Regions from separate parts of the Gossypium hirsutum genome. Here region 2 is linked to region 1. The links are chromatin contacts, called in public Hi-C maps. All regions are on one chromosome and are shown on one strand. The core of a region is the stretch at or near the end of the contact, and the rest is flanking DNA. Distances in the headings are between cores, read along the strand shown. Region 1 holds the start of LOC107895058 (sister chromatid cohesion 1 protein 4). Region 2 holds the start of LOC107895064.

The links. Hi-C and Micro-C count contacts between places; a contact is called where the count stands out from the background.
Region 2: a Hi-C map of leaf shows a contact between it and region 1, with 2.3 times the contacts expected there. The contact joins the promoter of LOC107895064 here to the promoter of LOC107895058 in region 1. A contact is called at or near these places in 11 of 34 Hi-C or Micro-C datasets (anther, hypocotyl, leaf and 1 more).

The regions. Positions count from the first base shown.
Region 1 is chrA13:81,335,056-81,341,375 of Gossypium_hirsutum_v2.1, forward strand. LOC107895058 (sister chromatid cohesion 1 protein 4) reads left to right here and starts at 4,782. Exons shown (of 15, transcript XM_016820258.2): 1 at 4,782-5,405. The coding sequence starts at 5,282.
Region 2 is chrA13:81,637,578-81,643,544 of Gossypium_hirsutum_v2.1, forward strand. LOC107895064 reads right to left here and starts at 2,722. Exons shown (of 2, transcript XM_016820273.2): 1 at 1,427-2,722. The coding sequence starts at 2,371.

The DNA of each region.
Region 1 (6,320 bases), core at 3,532-6,031:
AAGTTTTCTCGACTTTCACACAGAAAATCTGGTTATGCAAGTACGGTTCATGATGCACGAGTTCTTGAAGTTGGAATGGAATACCCCAATAAATATGTTTTTCTTACTACACTGAAGTGGTACAGTATTAAGAATGACATGAACTACTATGTCACGAAGTCCCACTCTGAAAAATTTAAAGGAAAGTGCACAACGAAGGACATGAGATGTAAGTGAAAAATCATGGTGTTGTAGAGGAAGAAATTTAGGCTATGGACGATAAAGAAGTATACCAGTCCCCATATGTGTAATACGACAGGTGCAAGTCAGGACCATTCGAGGCTAGACTCAGACATGATTATTGACATTGTTCTACCGATAGTAAAGGCCAGTCCTTGGGTTGAAATAAAGATGTTGATTGCAAACATACAAAGCTAGTACCAGTACACTCAACGTACTACAAAGTATGGGTTGCAAAATAGAACGTTATGGAAAAGTTGCATCACGGGTGGGAGGTTTCGTAAAACTATTTATGACAATTGTGTTAAGTATTGAATCGGTACGTACCAGGTTTCGTAACTGATTTTGAAATGCGCCCAAGGTATTCTGGTAAGCAGATGGTCCTTGGGAAAAGAGTATTCTACCAGTTCTTTTGGACCTTTAAGAAATGTAGAGAGGCATTTTAGCATTGTAAGCCTATGGCCCAAATTCATGGAACTTGGCTATACAAAAGGTATCTGTAGCATTTGTTGCTTGTTGTTATTTAGGACAGTAATTAAAAGATTCTGCCTATAGCGTTCATAATAACTGCTGAACAATGACAGATGATTGGGATTTTTTTCTAAGCCAATTGCACTGGCTCATTTGCCCACAGCCTGACATATGTTTCATATCAAACAGGGGAATTAGAATACTCTATATGATTGATTGTCATAGATCCTTCTGGGATCGTACTCATTATCGGTACTGCATTCAACATGTGGGATCCAACTACTACCAAAAATATCCTTTAGTGACTGAGCGAGATCTAATAATTGACATGGGTTTGTAGTTCTAACCCTATATTTACTGCAAATCAAATTTTGAATTACGAGGTTACATCATTGTACGAATTGGTACCTATTTATCAATAGGTTATGAACTCGTCCAACATGTTTTCCATCAAAAGTTGAACAGTTTGAGCACCATTAATGCATAAGGTGCGGCCTATGTTTCAAATATACCATTCAAACAGTGGACGTAGTCATATGATGGGGGTTTATGATACGGGTACATGACATCAAACTTGGTAGAGTTCACTAATTCGGCACTGAAAGGGACGTGTCATTTGCCAGTAACATCGATTGTGAAAGAGACATACTTTTGACTGGCTGCTTTGTTTCCTGATAGGGAGTTGATCCATGCTAGACAAATAGAGGGTGACGGTACATTCTGTGATAACATGATGAAAGAGATTTGAAAAAGTACAGTGAGAGCGAACATGATGTATGTAGTGTGTCACTCACGTCGAAACCTAGATTTTTTAGCCATCGAGCATGCTAGGCCCTACTAGAAAATGTTGAGTACATCGTATCATGTGAACCTAACGGAAGGGACCTATGATTATGGGAGCTTCCAAGCACTTTAGTTTTCATTTAGCACATGCAATTACTGTATGCGGGAACATACGAATTGAGTATGCACCTTACATCAATGACGTCTATCGGCTACAACGCATTCAAAGTGTGTGGAGTCCAGTGTGTCATCATCGTCTTCCCTCATTTCATGTCCGATATGAAACATATGTGTCTGTATCCTGTGACTAGTGTGTCGTCACCTGTGTCTAGTGGCGTCCTGAGTGATCGTATCTTTGGGATCGACATCATCATCATATTCCTCCATGGTTGATCATTGCGTCGTCTTCGCTTGCCATCGTGTATCTGTCACACCTTCATCCACCGATTGCGACAATAAGCCACCGGCGTAAAATAGTGATGCACACGGTGTTTGGGTCACTTTAGGCGTGAAACTATAAGGTGCCCCAAATCTCGAGTACGTTGGAAAGGCACAGGGTATCAACTGCTCATGGGCACTTGCATCGGCTGCAGGGATACGTTGGCAATTGCCCTGACACGGGGTTTGACATCGACATCTGGCAGGGGTATAGTATGTGAAGGATATTGATGTAGTAAATATGTACATGTGGAAACAAAACAGTCGGTCATGTGTGGCGGTGGTCTGTAATGTGGTGGTGCTTGTGAATAATACACATGGTTAGGTAATTGAATGAGAATACCTGAAGGGAAGCAACTTTAATATTACGAAGCCATAGACGATGCATCTTCCACCGGAGCGAATGGCAAACCCATTTTGTGACCTTGTCCCCTTCTAGTTTACTGTGGCGGTCGACGTGACCTCTTCGCCTGAATTTGCCAACTTCTCTCCTCTGGTGATAACAGACACGGCTTACCGACGACTCTAAACCATGCCAAGTAATCATCACCTATTACCGTGTCTGCTGAGAAAAAATATTTGTGAATGGGTATGGATTGCATCCTACGATCCCACACCTCAATGTGCTCCTTGTACCACACTGACTAGTTAATGTTGTCCTTCTCTCATATTTCCATATTGTGCAGATCCTTCAGGTCTTGCGGTGGCGGCAGAATTTGTTGCCTTTACCTGAACTACTACAACACCCGCTTTATTTTGTGCATTTCCACTATTACGTACACTACCAACAATACCTTCGCATCCCACATTTGTCGATTGTGCAACACTTTCGACGGGATGCAGGATATGACATCGATGTCGGCGTACGACATCCATTCAAACTGATAAGCAAAATTGTAAATATGGTTATTTATGAATTTCCTTTTTTGCGAATAATTACGTAATTAATATAGGTTCAAAAGAATAGGTAACTAACATCGGCTTCTGATCTTTGATCTAACAACAACCTAATATCTTCTAGAACCTCGAGCAGTCCTACGTAGCTTGGCTTATGGTTCCACTTGTACAAGCAATATGTTAGTCGAAACGTATAATGATAAAAAATATTGTACAAACTACGTATTTGTTAATAAATAATGTTTACCTCGTCACCAACAGGAACATATATGGGTTGGTTACCTTAGGACGTATAAACGATAGTCATCACCAAGCCCACGATTGTAGCAGAAGTAGACAACTATTGATTGATGCCGACCTTGAGTTTGTGGCCCGACACATCTCTCGATATAACGTGGACAATACGAAAGATCCCCAACTTAGTTTCCTGCAATCATTAAAGTCCACTAGATATAGTAGCCACCTTATGTACACCAAATTTTGAGATTTTTCAGGCATTAAATTACCCCCGATTAACCTTATGATGTATGCTTGGGTGTATTGTTATATCACCTCCTCCATTCGGTTTTTAGGGTCTTCAGGAAGCTCGTCGAAATTATCCTTCAACTAGTTCATCGATATTCGACCACCTTTGAACTTGTCCAGGACCTTCCCCAACAGTGATCGACAGAAGGTCACTTTGGCCAAAATGATCCCAGATCCCATGATGACTGGACCATCTATTAGTAGACTGAGTTGTAGCACCACGTCTTCGAGTGTGATTGTACACTCATCGCATGGAAGATGGAAAGTGTATGTTTCAAGCCTCCATCTCTCCACCAATGCACTAATTAGTTGCAAATTGAGTTTGCAGCCCCCAGACATGTTAGACGCATATAAGAATCTAGCTACTTGCAGGTGGCCACGAATTTTAGGAATTGCATGCTTTCCTATATTATGGATGAAGCCCTCTAGAACACGATCATCTGCCTATTTACACACACACAAAAATATAATTATAATAAAAAATTAAATTTAACATTATTGAAATTAATGAAATTTAAGTTTCGGTCTTACTATTACTAATTGGCAGCGAAAATGTGCTTGTCGTCGAAGCCAATTAATGAGGCGACCATTCGTAAGAAATCAGTTTAAAAGAATAAAAACGAGATAATTAAAAAATAATATTTTAATATAAAAATATAAAGAATTATTTAAAATGAGAGAGTTGAGAGACTTGAGAGGGTTTGAGAGAATTTGACAAAATTGAGAGAGTTGAGAAAAGGATATGAATGAAAAAAATAAAATTTGAAGGGTATTTATAGGGTAAAAAAAGTTACTGTCAGAGTTTTATTTTTTTTACCGTTTGCGGCAACGTTCAAAAAGGTATTGGGATTTGACCGTAACTGGACACGTTTTTTAAAAAATCGGCCTATAACCCTAATTAAAATTAAAACCGGTCCAAAACTCTAATTTAATAAAAAAGATTGGCCTATAAGCCTTATTTTGCCATATTTAGTAATTTAATTTTATATTTGGGTAATTAATTGGGTTAGGTTTTTTTAAGGTAATTTCGGTGATTTATTGAAATTAAGTAATTTGGTTATTTTATAATTAATGATTTAATTTTATATTTAGATTTAAATAAATAATTAGATTGAGTTATTTTTATAATTTAATAATTAGTAAAGTTATTTTATGTTTGTGTTGATTTAATACGAGTAATTGGGTTTTAGGTTAAATTTAATGCTTAATGAATCGCATAAATTAAATAAGCTAATGGGAATAAATCAAATTAAACCGATATGGGATGAGTTTGGCCCCCGTTTTTCTCGTTTTGTACCTTTCTAATGAAAGAGATTGGTTCACAAACAAAAAAGAATGGAGGGATAGGCTACGCCTTTGACAAAACGTACTGGAGAAGTCATAAAATTCAAAATTAACCAGCCAGTGAAAGAGCGCCACGTTTCCAACATACCTGCACTAATACAACGACGAACACAAAACCAAAGTTGAATTTCGAAATTAATTTCTTATTACAAAAAAGCATTTACTAAAATTAGCGCTTTCCCTTCTGTTTTTCTTTCCCAGTCTCCAATTGATCTGCGTCTGTCCGATCCGACTCAACTGGTGATTCTGCAAACTGAAACTTCACAAATTTTGAACTTCTCCTGAGTGGCGGTTCTGTAATTAAGCGGAAATGGGTCCCTTTACGGAGTTTTGGGAGGGTTTCACTGGTTGTTTGGTGGACTGAGATTTGTAAAGGTTTCCTTGTTGCTATTGATTTTTAGGGATATTCTGAACTTAATTTGTTCATTTCCGCTGCTAGAAGTGGAAAGTCAAGGGTTCTGTTGTGGAATTTGAAATTTAGGGTTTCTCTTCTCTTGTGAGCTTTGCCAGTTTGTTGAATTCTTACTGAAAGATCTAATTTTAAGCTTAAATAATAGGGCTTGGTTACATTGTATGAAGAAATAGGGTTTGTATTAGGCGAGAAATGTTTTATTCACAGTTTATATTGGCGAAGAAAGGTCCATTGGGGACGATATGGATAGCTGCCCATCTGGAGAGGAAACTCCGCAAGAATCAGGTGGCGGATACGGACATCGGTGTTTCTGTTGGTTAGTACCTTTTAAGTCTACTTTGGACTTAATCTATCCTTTTCCACTTAATAGAGCAATATCTTAGTCTTCTTAAGGTTAGATTAATATAGTCTGTGTGGATATGTTCTTCTTTTATGCTGAATCAGAATTTATTTATTCACTCTTTGGTTATTGCTTGTGCTACATTGAACTGCAATCTTTCGGGTGAGAAATTTATATGATTTTACTTTAATACGAGAAGCATATTTACTTCATAATTGGTACTGCTTTTTCAGTCATTGTTTCCTTTTTTTAATCAATTATGATTTTGCATATTTCCGATTTAGTTTTAACTACTTTATGAGGAACTAAATAGCAAGAAGTAGTTAGAATTTCCTTTCTTATTTGTCCTATTAGTATGCTCTTTTCTTTTCTTGACATTTGATTTATTAAACCAACATCTGGAATTAATGATGGTCATGCATAGTTCTAAGTTTATTAAGTATTTCTATAAGCTTGATGAAATAAAAGTAGTTTCAACTGTTAAACATCCATTAGTAGAAGTGGTATTTATGAATTGAAAATTTTAAATACCAGGTTAGCGTGAAAATCAGCGTGCTTGATGAAATGAAACTGTCAATTTGGTAAAACATGGGTTCTCTTGACAATTGTGGAGCAGGGTGGAAATGCCAATACCTTGCTTCTGATATCGGTCTCTGTTGCCTACTGGTTCTTGAAACTGAAAATTTCTTGCACAAATTCCCATTTATTAATAGAAATATTTTTCTTAAGTTCGTAGCATTATCCTTTTTGTTCTTAGTTATGCATAAGTTAATCTTTTAGGCCTTTTATGCTTCTTCCTTGTCATGGCGCTTTTGGGCCTATTTTGAGGTGTTTGTTGGCAGTTCTATTGGCCTATTTGGAACTTTGGTTCTGTAGAAATAATTTCCATAC
Region 2 (5,967 bases), core at 1,472-3,971, 300 kb after region 1:
TTTAGCTATACAAGAAAAAGCAAACTTTAAGTTAAATAGTCATGAAAATCCTTTTTTTCCAATGGAGTAATACAATATATGTTGCTCGTGCTATATCCTCAAACATATCCATCACTTAATCCTTCGTACATAAAAGTATACAAACACAATAATACTCCACATCATTAGAAGCAAAAGGTGTATTGTTCTAGCTGAATTGGATTAGATGGGAAAGTAGCAAATTGAATGAGAAGACAATGGAGAATCAATAACATATTTCCTTTCTTATAATCTAAATTTCTTGTGAAAGAAAAATGATTCCTTCCAAAATAAAACACAACATAACAGGAGCACGTTACTAGTAAGATAGTGTCACTATTCCATTAGCATACGTGACATCCAGGAAGTTATTTTCTGTTTTCTAATATAAGACATGGCAGAAAAAGATATTGGTCGAACTAAAATATTTTACCAAGTAAAAGAATAAATAAATAAATAAATAAAGGAAAGCAACTCCGATAGTTTTAATGGGAAAGTTGTTTTTAGAGGTTAACCTTGCCATGAGGACCAACTAACACTAGCCATCCTCGGTCCCTGTCTCTTCTCAAACTCTGTCCCAATATTTTATTTGGGAAGTATGGTTTTACAGGCAAATCTTGCAGTGGACCAATCATCAACTGTATCGACTGAACCAAAATTTTCCTGATCTGCTACAAGTACTTGACTATCCAATGTACCTTATATATTAATTACATGTACTTTCACCATGATAATGTGTGGGCTATGATTCAGCTATCAGCTAAATAGTCTTAAATCCAATTTAATGGTGAGAAAGTTTGATGTTTGAATCTTGATTTGGTTTTTCCATTATATATGTGTTTTCCCTTCAGCTTATCCTTGTACTTTGTATTGGTTAAAAGTGTTGTTAGTGAAAGACGGAACAGAACAGTGGAGGAGGAAAGGGAAACAAAAGAAGAATCAGTCCTCCCCAAGAACATTTCTTTTAGGAAGTTACTTATAGCGAACCAAGTGGAGCCACGGGTAAAAAGGAGGAAAAAATTCAGAGATTTGACAAGGAACTAATGATCAATCAAACACGAGGTTCACTCAGGAAAGCTCCTAATAATCAAATATTTCCAGAGCAAGAAATTCGTAAAGATGCAGAGTAAAAACTCAGACAAATCAATCAAACAAAGGATCTCAACTAGTCATTGAGAAGCTTGAAGAGATGACGCAACAAAAATGGAAAGGATCATAAATAGTCTTGTATAAAAGGGAATGAAATTCAATTTCAACGTGAACCCTAGAGCAAAAATGGATCTAAATTATGCAGCAGCAGGGACAACCGACAACTTACGTGATCTGATTACATAATAAATCTGAGACAAGTGATAATTCAATTTTCAAATATTGACAACAATAATAGAAAAAATAAGCAGCAACTAACCTTATCATCCATGGTAACCTTCAGCTGCAAGTTACTGCTCTTCCGCTTCATCTTATACAGTCTACGTCCCAATATAACAAAACCCATCACAGCCGCCGCTACAGAGAAGGACCAAACAGGGCTAACCCTTAAAACACAGTATCTCAAGAGCTCAAAAGGAACTTTCCACCATACTACCTTCTTCTTCTCCTCCTCATTAACTGATTTCGCACTTAACTTCATTTCATCAATGGTAGAACCTTCATTACCAGCCGTAGTACCGTGTCCTACTCCCAAATCCAAAGTTGAGCTATTCCTATTATCAAGCTCGCCTGAATTCTCCATCTCCGCTCCCTTTTCCATACAATCACCAAAATCAATGCTAGCCTCTTTTTCAACATCCTTAAACTTCATTGAAACCAAACCATCTCCGCCAGCATCAGGCCACAACTCGCCCAAATCCTTATTCTGATCTTGAATATCGCCAAACCCACCAAAATCTAATTCCTTTATCCTATCCAATTCAGTAAATTCGGCACCATCAGGCTTAAATGTACCCAATCCGTCAGCCCTAGCTTCCGGTTTACCAATCCCTTGTAAACAAACCTCATTCTCAGCGGACTCCAAGTCTTTTTTCACAGAGAAATCACTTAATTTACGATCATCTGACCGATCACTACCCGAATCGGACCAAAAATCACCCGAATTATTCCTCCTAAACTGAGTCTCCGGCTTGGGATCAATCCAACTCGGATTATCTGACTCAATAGAGCCTTCTTCACTTGCATCCCCTTCCTTCGCATACATACTCTGATTATCAAGAGAAAAGTAATCAGACCTTATCATCCCTCCAGTATCACCTTCGATTCCCTCAAGATTCCTCAACTGCGGCGAGTTAACCAGGATAGAATTAGAGTCAGAATCCGAGTTGTGGAGCACCTCCCAATCTAGTAAGTCTCCTTCCATGGCTGGGAATTGATTGATGTTTTATTTTTATTTTTTTTTCTAGTTAAAGAGCGAACAAAACCAAAAACGAAGTACTCCACAAACCCTAATCCCCAAATTGAATCCGAATTATATGACTTAGGAGAGAAAGGAATAAAACTGCAAAGACCAAAGAGGATAAGGCGGGTAGGCGCTTTGAGTGTTGAACAGAGGGAGACAGTTGAAGTTGTGAGTGATGACGTGGCAAAATCATTTGGTTGGTCAAAACAGAGATGGTTGACTATGTACATTGATCACCATTAGAATATTGCCACGTCAAAATACTGGGTGGAGGTGGAAACAGAGAAATAGTTTTGATATGATTTCTTATTTCTGATATCGAGAGAAGACAAATGAGGAATAAAAGAGGACAAGTGTCAACGTGAAGAGTACACGTATCAAGGAATGGAGTACCCATTAATTATAATTTACTTATATGGGATGATTAACAAAACCTAAACCTTTCTGCCCAAGAGATCACTATATATACGAATTGGCAGAAAACAATACTTGGATACAGTGAATTTCATCAGTTTTTTTCTTTTAGGAGGCGGGGCAGATCTTATTCTAAATACTAGTCGAGTTAGGTTGGTGTCGAATTTAGGGAAAATCCGTTCCACCAAAACGATTATTATAAATATTTATGATATAAATTTTATATTAATATTTACTCTAATATATTTATACTTAAAAAAATTAACGCTATCATTAAAATTAAAAGTTATTTTTATTTTAATATAAATATAAAAAAATATATTCAAGTCAAAATCAAATGTAACTTTAATTTTTCAAATCAACTTGAAAGGAGTAAATAAATAATTAATTTGGGATCAAATAAACGTCAACTTATTTAGAGATATATCAAGTTGAGTGAGCAAAAATCACCCACTTACTATACTTACATATGAGTTAATTTGTTAAATTAAGTTAAAGATATTTTATTCAAGTTGATTGAGTCTTAGTTCAATTTAGGATGAAATTTATTGTCAATGTAAGAAGACGAAAATTCAAGTATATTGGAATACGTTATCTTCCCATTTATAAATTAGAGAGAAATTTTTACTATTTCTACACATTTTTTAATAGCTGTTATTAAATTTGAGAAGGTTAAATAAATTTTTCATGATATATCATTTTTCCTTTTTAGTCAAATCCACTAACTTCCTAAAATTGGCAAGAAATACATTTAGCATAAAGTTTCATAAAAAATATATATATAAATCTTCTAAAATTCATTTATTAAATTATTGTTTGATAAATTAAAAAATAAGTGTTAGATTTAGGTTATAAAATATATTTGATATTTTTTTAAAAATAAGTAGACAATATAATTAGATTATTTGACAAATGTAATTTTTAAAATTTTAAAGGTAAAATATTTAAAGGATAAATTTAAAAGAATTGAAAAATATTATATTAAATGATAAATGGCTCAGTATCTAATTATCATTTTCTATACTTTTTCATTGAAAAATTTCTTTCATTTTCTTTTTATTATGGGTTATCAAAGGTGCTTAAAAAATTAAATCACTAGAAATATTGCCGCCTTGTTCTTCAGCTAGTTACCCACCAACTGACAAGAGACATTTGAAGTAATTGAGTTGGTTTGAAATGGAAACATATTTTCATAAAAGGTGACATGACAAGAGATGTATATTTTACTCGAATGATAATGATACCTATTCCCTTCATGAACTAGTGAGTGACCAAGAAATGTGTAGGGTGTGGATCAAAACTGTGGTTTATTAACATGATAAGGCCGAAGAATAGGAAAACACAAACAACCAAAAACTCGAAGAAAAGAATAGTTCGGTTTTATTTAAAACAATTTTTCATAGGGAGAGATGACTTCTAAAGGAAGGGAAGGTAACTTGTTTATCATATACATAACACTGCTGAAAGTTTCATACTATTATGCCAATGGCATGGAGGCATATGCAAGCATAGAGAGTCCAAAAGTAGCAATCTATCGATGCTTCCGTTCAACCAGTCCATTTTGCTCAAAGGTATAAGGACACGTAAGTCGAAGGACGATCCCCTATTGTGATAGATATAGTTTCAATGCTTGAAACTCACTTTTCCTCTCTATTTAAAGAACTTTTAGCTTGCACCCAAATACCCTTTCAGGTTGTATAACCTTCTAAACCCGGCCTAGACGTTATAACTAAATTCTGAATATTACATTGACAACCAAAATGGCCTAATAAAACCATTAGATTTCAAAACACGTTTTTAAAACCATTTGCTTATCTTTCTATATAGAATTGTGTGAATCTCTTAGTTTTACAAAAATGTACGAGTTTCAAACATAAAACAATTAATTTAAATATATATACTTTGCAAAGGTTGATTATTTTTGAAATTTTAGTTGATTTCCAACTTATTTACTTTTCAAAACTCATTTTCCATATTGTAGCGAAAAAAGTGATATTTGACAGATTTTAATTAAAAACCAAGTTGTTTGTATAATTAAATCAATTTCAAAGTTTAGACCGTTTAAAACTTAAATGTCATGCATGCCAAAATAAACTCAAATTAAAGTCTCATGCCATAGTCAATCCTAAATAACAAAAAGTATAAATATTAAGTTTAAAAATACATTTATTAAAAATTATCTGAGATACTCCTTCGATTGTTGAGTCTGAATCCTAACCTCACTGGTTATCTGAAAAGATAGTAAACTAAGGAATGAGCTTAAGAAGCTTAGTGTGAATCATAACTCAAGTAATTAGAATGGTATATAAATATATATTATACAAAATATCATAATAGTACAAAATCAAAATTTTCAAAATACATGTATATGATCATGTATGACCATGCATTTTTGAATTATAGAAAAAAATCCTACCCAACACGGCTACACACCACAATAGGAGTTCTTCAGAACTCATCCATCCATACACATCACGTTGTGGACAAGCCACAAATATTTGCAGATAAACTGCCAGAAATATGTGGACAAGCCACTAGTAGTGCAGATAGCTACAAGAAATATGTGGATAAACCATTAGATATGCAGATAAACAGACAGAACTTCCTCTTTTCATAATCGACCCAACCTCAATGCAATGCAATATGGCATACAGTGTCAATAGCATATTCAGTACAGTAAGCATGTTTTTAACATGCAATCAGATTTAACAGAAACAGAGGACATTATTTATCATGCTTCAGTATATCAGTATTTGTGAGCATTTTTATCATGCTATCAATAATAACAGTAACAATAGACATGTATTAGCATGTAATCGGATTTTCAAAATCAATATACATGTTTTAGCATCACAACACATGCGAAACAACACAAAACATATAATTGCAATATACACAATTTTGACCAAAACAGTAAACTTTAGTTAGGGACACTTACTTATGGCCAACCCTAACAAAAGGTATAGATCTCGTTCCATTATCACTCCAAATGCATTCATGCCATCGATTGGTTACAATTAATATATATAGTCACTCAAATATCATCAAACACACATGTATACTTAGTTAAGATAGACTCCTTTATTAAACGTTTGGATCGTACTAGATCTAAAACGCAACTCTCTCTCGTTACAGATCTGAAC